Linked DNA regions of Mus musculus: region 1 is linked to region 2. A link is a contact called in public Micro-C data. All regions are on one chromosome and are shown on one strand. The core of a region is the stretch at or near the end of the contact, and the rest is flanking DNA. Distances in the headings are between cores, read along the strand shown.

What was found. A called contact is a pair of places that touch in the nucleus more often than the background predicts.
Region 1: a Micro-C map of embryonic stem cells shows a contact between it and region 2, with 6 times the contacts expected there. The contact joins the promoter of Magi1 here to the promoter of Prickle2 in region 2. A contact is called at or near these places in 2 of 39 promoter capture datasets (cranial neural crest and hippocampal neurons) and 1 of 484 Hi-C or Micro-C datasets (embryonic stem cells).

What each region holds. Positions count from the first base shown.
Region 1 is chr6:94,280,649-94,286,309 of GRCm38.p6, reverse strand. Magi1 (membrane associated guanylate kinase, WW and PDZ domain containing 1) reads left to right here and starts at 2,393. Exons shown (of 24, transcript NM_001029850.4): 1 at 2,393-3,300. The coding sequence starts at 2,988. Gm31661 (a long non-coding RNA gene) reads right to left here and starts at 2,389. Exons shown (of 5, transcript XR_377886.4): 1 at 1,381-2,389.
Region 2 is chr6:92,704,799-92,710,625 of GRCm38.p6, reverse strand. Prickle2 (prickle planar cell polarity protein 2) reads left to right here and starts at 4,442. Exons shown (of 9, transcript NM_001081146.2): 1 at 4,442-4,522; 2 at 5,195-5,280. The coding sequence starts at 4,481.

The sequences.
Region 1 (5,661 bases), core at 1,144-3,643, 1.6 Mb before region 2:
CCAACTGCTCTTCTGAAGGTCGAAAGTTCAAATCCCAGCAACCACATGGTGGCTCACAACCATCCCTAATGAGATCTGATGCCCTATTCTGGGGTGTCTGAAGACAGCTACAGTGTACTTACATATAATAAATAAATAAATAAATCTTTAAAAAAAAAAGAGCCCTTGAACTTGTAAAATGCTACAAAATTTGAAGACATGGGACTTTGAAAATCTATTTTATATTGCTGTATCAATATTATAATGGCATCTTGGGTACAAAGGCAGGGAAGGTTACAGTTTAACAGTAATGGTTGACAAAGAGTGGTGGGTTCTGCTAGTGAAGTTTTTGTCAACCTGAGGAAAACCTAGACACAGCTGGAGAAAGAGCATGGTAGCGGACCTGGGGAGTAGCTATGCCTATAGGGCATTCTCTTGATTGCTGGCTGTTGCAGGAGGACCCAGGCCACTGTGGTGGGTGCCATCCTTGGGCATGTGGACCTAGGATGTAGAAGAAAGGCAGCTGAGCAATCCAGGAGAAGCAAACCAGTAAGGTGCATTCCTGAGCTCTAAGTTCAAATAGACCCTTTTTGACTAAGTCGGTTTTGGTTAGTGTTTTATTATAGCAACAAAAAGCAAATTAAAACATCCTAGAGATGCTGATGGCTAGATCTCTGTTAGGGTTTGGCAGTTAGGTTTGAAGGGACTGCTCATTTGACCTCAGTAAAACCAAAACCAACAAAACCAAAAAGCAGCCCCCCTCCCCCAACACCACTATCACCACTTGGGGGAAAACACAACCAACCAATCCCCCAAAAACAAAACCAAAAAAAAAAAAAACAACAACAAAACACCAGAGACATGAAATTCCTTTCACCTTTTCAAATAATCAGGAGCAAGACGGTTTTTTGTGTGTAGCCAGTCTTAGGGAGCCCAGGCCATCCTCTCCTAGACTTTGCCTTGAATTCTTGGTCCCCATGCCTCAGCCTCACAAGTACCAGGATTACAGATGTAAAACGCCAGGCCCTCATTCTTATTAACTTAGAATAGCTCTCTAGAAACAGGGCTTGAAGAGCTTAAATGTATGCTTATGTTCTAGAGAGGGGATTACAACCCCAACCACTAAGGACTCTGACACCCCCCCCCCCCCCAGTTATCAGACTGTGAAATTTTATATGCCACCATAAATTATTTACTTTGCAAGTTTCCAGTGCCTATGTATTATTTCTAACAACTCTGTGTGTGAGGTGGGGTGGGGTGGGGGTGGGGGTGGAGGAGGGGGTGGGGGTGGGGGTGGGAGTGATTGTATTCCTCCAGCCTTGGCAAGTGGAAGGTCTTCACTTAATGTTGTACTTAAGATGCCTGCGGAATCTGAACTTCAGACCTATCCTCTCGACCCACCTCAGTGACATCCTCATCTCTCTGAGTGGCTCCAACTCAGCTCCTTTTATCTAGTAGATTCTCAAGTCCGTGACCAAAGAGGAACTCATTGGAAACCACTGAAAAATAAACAAAACCGCTAGGGCCACCACTGCACTGGCTTCTTGGCGGTGGGGGCTGTTCTTTCTGTCCCGGCCTCACCAGTGCCCCGATTACTGGACCCCGCCTCTGGGCGGCGAATTCCGAGGTGGCCGGCTCGCCCACGCTTGTGCAGGACCCGCACCCTGCGGTGATCTTTACTCCCCAAAGCAGTGCTTAGGTTTCTCGGCTCTCCTAGAAGCCAAAGGGGGCTGGCCACCGCCGCCCCCTTTGCTGGAAGGACAATGAGAGGCCAGCGAGAAGTCTTAGGTAAAAAGGCCACGCTAGCTTTGGCTTTTCTCGCTCGCTGGCAGTTTTTTCCTTGTCCTAAAAAGTTGGCCCCAAAGTTTAACGATGGGAGCGTATGTGTAGGTGCGTTTGGTGGGCGCGGACAGGGATGCAGAGGGTGTGTGGGTCTTGTTGATTCGGGTCCTCAGGGTCACAGAGACAAGAGCCAGGCTCCGCATGTGGACTTGAACCCCTGGGCGGGGAGCAGGCGCGGAAATGTGGCGGAAGGCGCGTGAGCGATGGCGTGGCCAGGCACTAGCGGAGGACGAGGAGGGACCCGGGTAGGCAGCAAGAGTGTGAGCCCCGCGCTGAATTGGTCTCCCAGCCCCCACCTGTTTGAAACGATTTGCAAACACCAAAGCCAAATTCTCTGTGTTCCAAAAGTTCGAGAGCTGGAGTCGGGCAAGCACACGTGTTCCCCCAAAAGGCTCTGGCTGAGCCGACCACACTGCAAGAGGAGGAATTCTAGGGGTGCAGGGAGAGGAGCAAGTTGGCGTCAATGAAGGGTCGGCCCTAGGACCCCGCGGGAGGCGCGTTGGAATCTCTCCCTTCCAGGAGGAGGGGTGGGGCGGGCCTGCCCGCGGGCGGCCGCCGGGCGCATGCGCGCGCGTCTCCTCTCCAGCCGGCCGCTGCGCTCCGCCGCGCGGAGTAGAATGAACTGTAACAAAACAAGCCGAGCCTTTGTATCTGCTTAAAGGGGCCGCGGCCACTTCCCTCGCGTCCCCTCACCCCCGCCCCGCGCCGTCGCGTCTCCAGGGCTCCCGGCAACTAGCTTGGAAAGGGCTTCCCTCGCGCTGAGGAGCGGCCGGCCGGCGCGGAGCAGGCGCGGCGTGTGTGGAGAGAGCCGCGGAGCGGAGAGCGGGCCCGGGCGGCGCCGGAGTGGACTCTGGTCCCGGGAGCGCGGTCGGCGCCGGAACGCGGACCCGGAGGCACCGGAATGCAAACAAAGCTCGCGGGCGCCCGTGCAGGGCTCTTCACGGAGCCCGGAAAGTTTGTTTTATGATGGCTTGAGAGCGCGAGAGAGTCGGGCGAGGAGGCTCGAGTAGCTCGCTCCCGCGCTCCGAGAGATGCTTCTCCCGTGAGCCCGCCGCTCCGGGGGCTCGTGCTGTGGGGGCACCTGTCTCTCGTTTTAGCAGTTTTCTTTTCTTTTTCTTTTTTTCTTTAATTTGAATTTTGTTTTCGAGGAGGGGCTGTAACTCATCATGTCGAAAGTGATCCAGAAGAAGAACCACTGGACTGGCCGCGTTCACGAGTGCACCGTGAAGCGGGGACCCCAGGGCGAGCTGGGGGTGACGGTCCTGGGGGGCGCGGAGCATGGGGAGTTTCCGTACGTGGGGGCGGTGGCGGCGGCCGAGGCGGCGGGGCTTCCCGGCGGTGGCGAGGGGCCGAAGCTGGCCGAAGGTGAGCTGCTGCTGGAGGTGCAGGGGGTCCGGGTGTCCGGCTTGCCCCGCTATGACGTGCTGGGAGTCATCGACAGCTGCAAGGAGGCCGTCACCTTCAAAGCCGTCAGACAAGGTAAGACGGGGCGTGCCTTTGGGGGGCGCACCCCGAAAAAGAGGGGAGGCCTGAGGGGGCGCCGTTTGCTCCGAGTGCTGTGAGCCAAAGTTGAGGCCCGGACCAGATGCACTCAAAGTTGTGAGGTTGTGGGCTGTGCGCCCACCTGCGTGGCGGGCTGGGGCCGGGGTTGCGCCGGGAAGCGGGGAGATGCTTCCCAGGTCTGGTTTGCCAACTTCTAGGTCGTAGCCACCTAGTGCTGCGCAGCCTCGCCTTCACCTTAAGGCAGATGGGGAACTGAGGGAGGCTAAGGTGGACGCTTCCCCCAGCCCCTTACGGGATGGATGAGCTCACGGAGCTGGTGGCTTGCCACTGCCTGTTTCCCTGAACTGGAGAGTGGGTCGTGGAAGGAGAGGGTCTATTTATGGTTGATTGGAATTCTTCCATCACAGAATTTGCCTTCATCCTGCAACCCCTCCAGGTGGGGCTGGGTTATAACCCACTGGAGTCCTTAATCCAGCCTCCTGCAGAGCCCGCAATCACCCCACAGCGGGGTGACGTCTGTGTCTCCTCCTTGTGGAGACCTACGGTGGGGGAAGGGGTGATTAGCGCTTGGCGCGAATCTAGTCCAAGTTTACCCAGCCACCTCCTCCTCTTGCACCGTCGTCCTTATTGATGATGGTTGTTGAGAGTTACAATTCATTGTTAGCGTGTTATGTGAGAGGCTGTCTGTAAAGTGGTTTAATTGCATTATCTCATTCTGATTCACATCAATGCTATAAGAACGACTCGGTTTTTGTAAGTCCTATATTACAATAAGTAAGCCGGGTCTGACCTTAGGTAAATGACTTGCCCAAGGTCACACAACTACCAAAAGTGTATGGGTCTTTTTTTGTTAAACCTTGAGCAAGGAGGAGGAGGGCTTGAGGGGACGACTTTCGGGACCTGAGTTTTGGGGTGGGGGTGGGGAAGCAAATCCTCCCCTAGAAGTCTGTAGGATAAGGATGGCTTTCTGTAGGGTAAGGATGGCCGTGGGAGAGTACTCCCTCGCAGTTTGGTCTGAGCAATGGTCTGATCCTGTAGCTAGCCACCGGAGCATAGCTGCAGTCCTTAGAGGCATCCCTCCTGCACCCAAGTGCTGTGACGCAGGTTCTCCCAGATGAAAGCACCAGAGGAGGTGGCAGAGTTGAATGTGGTGAAAAGTTGCCATATGTTCCTGTCAGGATGGCAGCAGCTGAAGGAAACGTGTCAAAGGAAAGCGGGGAGAGCCAGCGCTCTCAGCAGCAGGCCGCTTCCAGATGACCGGAGGATGAGCGCAGTACTGTGTGCGGGGAGCCTAGTAGCCAGGCCTTTCTATCCTGTTGGGAGCGCAGAGGCTGACACCTAACAGTGGAATGTCCATATCCTGCTACTTGGCCTTGCTTGATGAATCTGTCCTTAGGAGTTTCTGGTAAAATCATAACCGAGGAAGTGTGCTGGTTCACAGTAAGTGCTCAGGAAAAGCGAGTTGTATTGGAGTTGGATTTAAGCAGTTAGCAATTCAGTTTTTAGCTAGGAATTTAATGCCAGTTCCCCGGGTGTTTATGACTTGGTAGAGCTGTTGAGATAACACTGTGACAGGCATTTATTTATTGGGGGAGGGGGGCAGCATTGGGTTTGAGTTCAGGCTCATTTTGCAGAAAGATTTCTCATCCGGCAGGATGGCAGGATGTCTGGGTGGTGGTAAATGGGTCCTAAGACTTGTTGACCATGGGCAAGAAGCTTCCAGAAGCTGAGCTCTTCCACTATTTTGCAGAGACCCTGGAGCTAGCTAGTACCCCTTCTCCCTCTCCACTCTCCCTTCCTCTCTCTCACCCCTCTGTGTGCACTTTAGTGGTGGTGGTGGGAGATGCCTGTGGATTTGACAGTTATTATAGTGCCTTCAGGTGTCCTATGATCAGGGCTGTCTTTTGCCAACAGAAATGCTCACAAAGGGAGAGAGTGGGCTTGTGCTTCTGAACAGCCTTGCAATAGGCTATGAGTGCTGTGGAATCCACCACATTATAAAGACTGTCACATGTGATAATGACATGGGCACAGTTACTGTGAAGATGACCCTAGGAACCATTTCAACAATCCTCTCACTTTCCTGTTGCAAAATGATTTAAATTATAGGACATATTTGTCTCCACCTTTTTTTGTTACTGTGTCTTATTGTATCGAGTAGACTGAGCTAGTATTTGGGAAAAATATATTTTTTATGGTGTTTCCATTTTGAGTTAGCTCTCACAGGGACATAGTCACTCTGGGTACATATCTGCGTGGAGATGTCACAGTCTTCTTGTGGTAGAAGATTGTACTCTTTGTGTTGCATGGCAGGTTTCTATAGCAAATAGTATCTCA
Region 2 (5,827 bases), core at 3,193-5,692:
AAAGGCTTCTTGGAAAGAAAGAGAAAAATCTGTATATTCAATCACTAAGAGAAATCTCTCTCTAAGTCTCCCTGGTCACTTTCCTCCATTTGCCCAGCACTCTAAGCCTGAAAACCTCTTTTACCACTTGTAGGCTCCTGATTCCAAGGACGTCCTGATGGTACTCGCACATGCTGACTGCTGTTCAGGGGATTTTTACCCTTTTGACAGCATCCACATTTGTCACTAGCACATTCCACAAATAAATGTACCCCTGGCGAGGCTGCACTTGCACACTCTGTTCTTCATCGCTGTTATAGGAAGCTCTTTATGGACACATCTCTGAGGCCTTCTGAGGTCTTCCGCACAGCAGGAGAGAGGCTTCACTTGACTTAAAAAGCCACAGATTTATAGAAGGGAAAAAATAGAAAAGTCAAACTAAATAATTTAGGGACTTTATATAGGTTAAGGTGAGGGGAGATGCACAGTGTTTGCTATACCTGGTCCAGATTTGATGTTAAAAAAAAAAAAAAAAGAAAAGAAAAAGAAACTCTCAAGCAACAAGGGCATATTTCTCAATTTTAGATCCTTTTTGATTTCTGCTTATAGAATGAACATATGTTCATTACAGGAACTATATTTCAGAAGCAGAAAGGAGAAAAAAATTTAAATCTTACATCAGTTCATCCTAGGGTGTGGTGTGTGTCTTTCCTAATCAGAGCTACTCTGCCTTGGTTTTGGCTTTCCACTTCATGTTTCAGCAGAGACCCCCATGCTGACAAATGTGTATGAAGATTTCTTCACGCTCCGTTAGTAATCACATTGCCTGGAGAGACTAGGAGGGAACATAAATCAAAGACCACAAATGCAAAGGTACAGCACCACAAAGTTGCCTGCTGTCTGCAGACAGCTGATGGCAAGAGTTTGTCTTCCTTCCTTACTAAACTTCATCTTCCTAATCAAGAGAAAGTAACTGATGAGTATATAGAGAAGATCTTATAAGCTGCAGGACATTTACACCTGTCTGGCAGGAATGCATCAGTAGGGTCCAGGTTCATGAAAACGTGCTCTTATAAAATATGCACGGAGAAAGCACTCCTGCAGCCTGATTTGTGGGGTGTGCTAGGGCTCATGCCTGTGTTGTGTGATACTATTCCTGGGGAGACATAAATAAATGTCTACTCACCAGAGTCATTGGAAGCTAACGACAGATCAAAGGATGGATACCAACAAAGTCCAATTTGGTGAACAAGTGAGTTCTATTGGATTTACTTAGAGGGAATATGGGTAAGGGGTTACATCCAGGAACAGAAATGACTCAAATAAAGCTCCATCACCAAAAGCCCACCCTACCATGGGTGACAACTCATGAGTTCTGGAAACCTGGGCCACAGTACATAGCTTGCAGGCATTTCAACAAGCTAGAGAGTGTCCTTTCTAGATGTGATTTGCTTTCAGGCAGCTCAGCTTGACTAAGAGCATTTCCCAGCATTTACTTCTTTAGCTTCCCTGCAAGATACACTGTATCACCTTCATTTAGACCAGCCTGTGTTTCACCTCCTTTTTAACATCTTAAGGTTAATTCCCTCCAAGATGGAAGGTTTTAATCTGGAGGAAACTATGTGACAATGTGGCTTATTCCAATAACTCATGAGGTTCATTCACATCACTCTTGCATCTCCTCTTTGTCTAAACAACAAACCTTTCGTAGACTCATATTCTCAAGGATGTCACTATTGCTAATCCTTTATCAGCTACATTTATCTAGGAGCAAAACCTGGGACGGGGCACCTTCCAGTAGCTCCTGTAGCTACTTTTGGGGAATAAATAGCAGGTTTCATTTCCTCTGGACATCTGCTGTCCATCTCCTGGAAACTTACACAGCACTGATGCTCTTACTGTGTTGCCCTAAAAAGTTTTGCAGTTAAAATACATGTAGACACCATTCATAATTACAGCATCAATGCTGTTCCCCATGACCTTTTCCTACGGGGCAGACATGAGAGTACAGTAACTCTTCGAGAGGATCCAGTGAGCATCTTGCCCTGAGAAGTTTCCATTACTATCCTATCCTGACCCTCCCCCTGCCAAAAAACAAACAAACAAACAAACAAACAAACCAAAACCCCAAAAACCTGAAGCTATTGCCTTATTAGTTTTATGATTTAATATGTGCATGCCTCTATTTCAACCCTGATCACCCCACGCTCCCACCTTCTCCTACTCTGTATTCCCCATATACCATTCTTAGGTATGGGGCACTCACTGGATCCTGCTAGATCCACCAGAGGGCATACCCTTAAAGAAAATTGGTTCTCTCTCTCCCCCTGGATGCCACCGAGTGTCAGTAGCTCCCCAGTTAAGGGTGAGGAGATCAGGCAGCCCTCCCTTCTGCACATTGGTTGGAATATTGATGGCTTGATCTTGTGCAGACAACTTCAGCTTCTGTGCATTCGTGAGTGCAGTGGTTCTGTTATGATCAGAAGACAACATCACTCTATACGCCATGGCTTATTCTCTACAACTGCCACCAAAGACGATAGTGGGTGGTCACCACTTACCTCAGTCCTTATTTAGTGTCTGAATTTCAGAACACTTTGCGTGTATATGTTTAAGTGTGTGCAGGTGCTCTGCTCTCTCGGGGGTTATCCACTTAGTCGTCGTTAGGGTTTTGTTTTGTTTTGTTTTGAGATGGGGCCTTTCATTGGTCTGGAGCTCACCAAGTAGGCTAGACCAGCAGAACAGTGAGCCCCAAAGATCTTCCTGTTTCCACATCCCCAGCTCTGAGTTTACATGTGTTTTCCACCATGCCTAGCTTTTGTTTTCTTTCTGTTTTGAAATGTGGGTTCTGAGGCTCAAACGCAGGCTTCATACTTGAAGAAGAAGCATGCCACCAGCTGATCTCTCACCATAGCCCTCTGGCTCTCAGAGCATTTTTATAAGGGAAGGAAGGATGGTGAGGTGGGCGAGGCAGGGCAGGATAAGGCAGGATTCAGCAGATATATCTGGTATTGATTTTGATTCTTTGATCACAGTACATAAATATTTGTCTTAATTGCTGAATTTATTCTCTGTAAATTGTGCTCCTGAGGCAAAGGCCTTACATGCCTCTCCTTAGAACCAAACTAAACTTCGTTGTCTTATTGGTGAACGTGGACAGCTTGTTCTGATGAAGAAGGGGGTGTCTGAGTTGCATCTGGCTATTCCTTTGATTTTGATAGATAGGTATCTTGCCCCCCGCCCCCCATTTGCTGGGTTATCCCAGGTGGAGATGGCTTCTCTTCATTCAACTTCAATGGCCCAGATATAAAATGCTAAGCCAGAAGATGACCATCTTCTTCTCAGTGATGACAAATTGTCTTCTTTTGACTTGCAGGAGTATCCAGAGTATACAAACCTACATATGTGCCTAAGCAAAGAAGACAGGGCCCTTCTGTCATTTGGGTTTGGTTGAGAACAGATGTCAACACATGATTTGTATGTCATGAATGTGTAAGGGATGGCTTAGTGGGTGGTGGAGAGAGTTCAGGGGAAGTGCTATTTGAGCGGATGTATCAATGACTAGTGGACACCATAGTCTTGCCTGTTAGAACAACATCCTTGTTTTCCATCTCTAATCTTGCATCAGTCCTGAGTTTGTGCCAGTTACAACCACTGCACATGACCTGACTCATCCTTCAACCATGCTATAAGATAAAGTCTTCTGTTACATCTTTATTTATTTATTTATTTATTTATTTTTAAGGGATTGATAAGAGGGCAGGTAATGGTGGTACATGACTTTAATCCCAGTACTCAAAAGCCAGAGGCAGGCCAGTATTTGTGAGTTAAAGACCAGTGTGTTCTACATAGTCCAGCCAGGGCTACATAGTAAGACACTCCCACACCCATCTATCGATCTATCTATCTATCTATCTATCTGTCTGTCTGTCTGTCTGTCTGTCTGTCTGTCTGTCTGTCTGCATATAGATACATACATTTATATGCATACATTTATATTAGACACATATATTGATAAGCACACAAGTTTAACAAATTTTGAGAGATCATTAATACACAGTGGAAGAAGAGTTTAAATGTTTAAATTTAATGTGAAAATCTCTCATCTTTGCATCTCCTCCCGATGTCTGTGAAGTGTCCCCTGCCTCCTAACTTCAGGGACCAGAGTGAGCGGAAGAGCTTTTAGGGGCTGGGCCAGCCAAAGAGTTCTCCCCAGAGGGCAAGGAAGCAGGAGAAAAGAGAAAGTGGCCTCAGCTGGTGCCAGAGAGGATGGGACTGGCTGGGGGAGGGCGGGGAGCTCGCCGAGAGGGGAGGGACCAGCAGGCGGGGAGCGAGCTGCAGAGGGAAGGGAGGAGGGGAAACGTGCTCTCCCGAACCAGGCGGGACAGCTAGGCGGAGACCGCCCGGCTGACGACCGCACCAGCCCAGTCCACCCGCCCTCCCGGCGGCTGCAGCGCGGACACATTCAACCGACAGCGCTGCGTGCGGGAAGCGCCCGGCCATGTTCAGCCGGAGCTCGCGGAAAAGACTGTCCCGCCGCTCGGTGAGTGTCCTCCACCCGAGCGGAGCCGCCCGCCCGGTCCCCACCGCCGGCAGCCAGCGCCCGGGCCCAGCCCCTCTCCACCCCGCGGCCGCGCACCTGTGGCCCCAGGTAAGCTGGCCCCGCGGGCGCGCGAGGGGCTGGGCCCTACCCCAGGCCGGGCGACAGTGCCACCAGGGACCTGGACCCTAAATGCCATAGTTCAGGGCACCGCGGGTGAACCTTTTTCTTTTCCTCTTCTCGTAAGGAATATGGGAACCCCAGCTGAGAAACAGGACCTGGGACTGGCTTTTGGGCGTCCCAGCTACCCTCTTCTAGGGAACCCTGGCTTAGTCCAGGACAGCCACCAGGTGGTCCCCGCAACTCCAGGGAACGGAAAGGTCTTGCTTTTGTTTCTTAGAAACCGGTGACCAAGGTGTCTGGGGGAGACAAAGCCCCAGCCAAGCCATTTCTTGGTGGTTTGGTGCCCATGCTCTCTATATAGACAGCCCACCTGGAATCACATGCCCTTCTCCAGGTGGGAGAATCTGGTCCCAAGTCCCCAACATCAGAAAACAGTTGAGTCCAATCACAGAGGCGGGGTGGGAGGGGCAGGCCTTCCTGCCTAGGATACAAGTGGGGCTTTGAGGGGAGCCCTGGTGGTGGACACGCTTGTGTTGTCTTTTTGTTTTGAAGTTGACTGGACTGGGTCGGATTGAGAGAGGCCAGCCATGTAACGCCTGTGGTGACCAGTGTCCCGGGTTCGCCTTGCACAAATGGAGGTAGGATGGTCTTAAACACACAACACTAGGGAAGAAAAATAAATACACTTTCCCCCTTTTAAGTCTATCCTGTAAGTCACATGGAAAGAATGCAAACACTGTTCCTTTAAGAGCCCAGCTACATCTGCTACAAATATTGAAGGTGGAAGTGGTGGCCAGACACTGGAGGATGCAGGAGATGCATTTTCCTGATGCCAGAGCTTTAAGTGGGAAGTCTCTAGGTAACTCTGCCCCAAACAATTCAAACCCGGAGCATGGCGGTGTTGCTAGGCTCCGTGGTGCAGTGGGTGGAGGATTGCCTAGACGAACTGGTGTTCTCCGATTGTGCTTTCAGTTCAGTCCTTGTAACTCTGGGTCCCAACCACAAATCCACCACTGCCTGCCTGTGCTGTGTCAACCTCTTCCCGTAGCCAGATGTTTCTTATTAATGTGCCTCGAATGTTGATTTTCAGGCAGCCTCAGCTGGCTTGCAATGATTTTGTTTGGGAGTGGAGGGATCCGGGTACCCTCCCACTGCATCTGACTGGTAGGGCGGTGATTGAGGGAA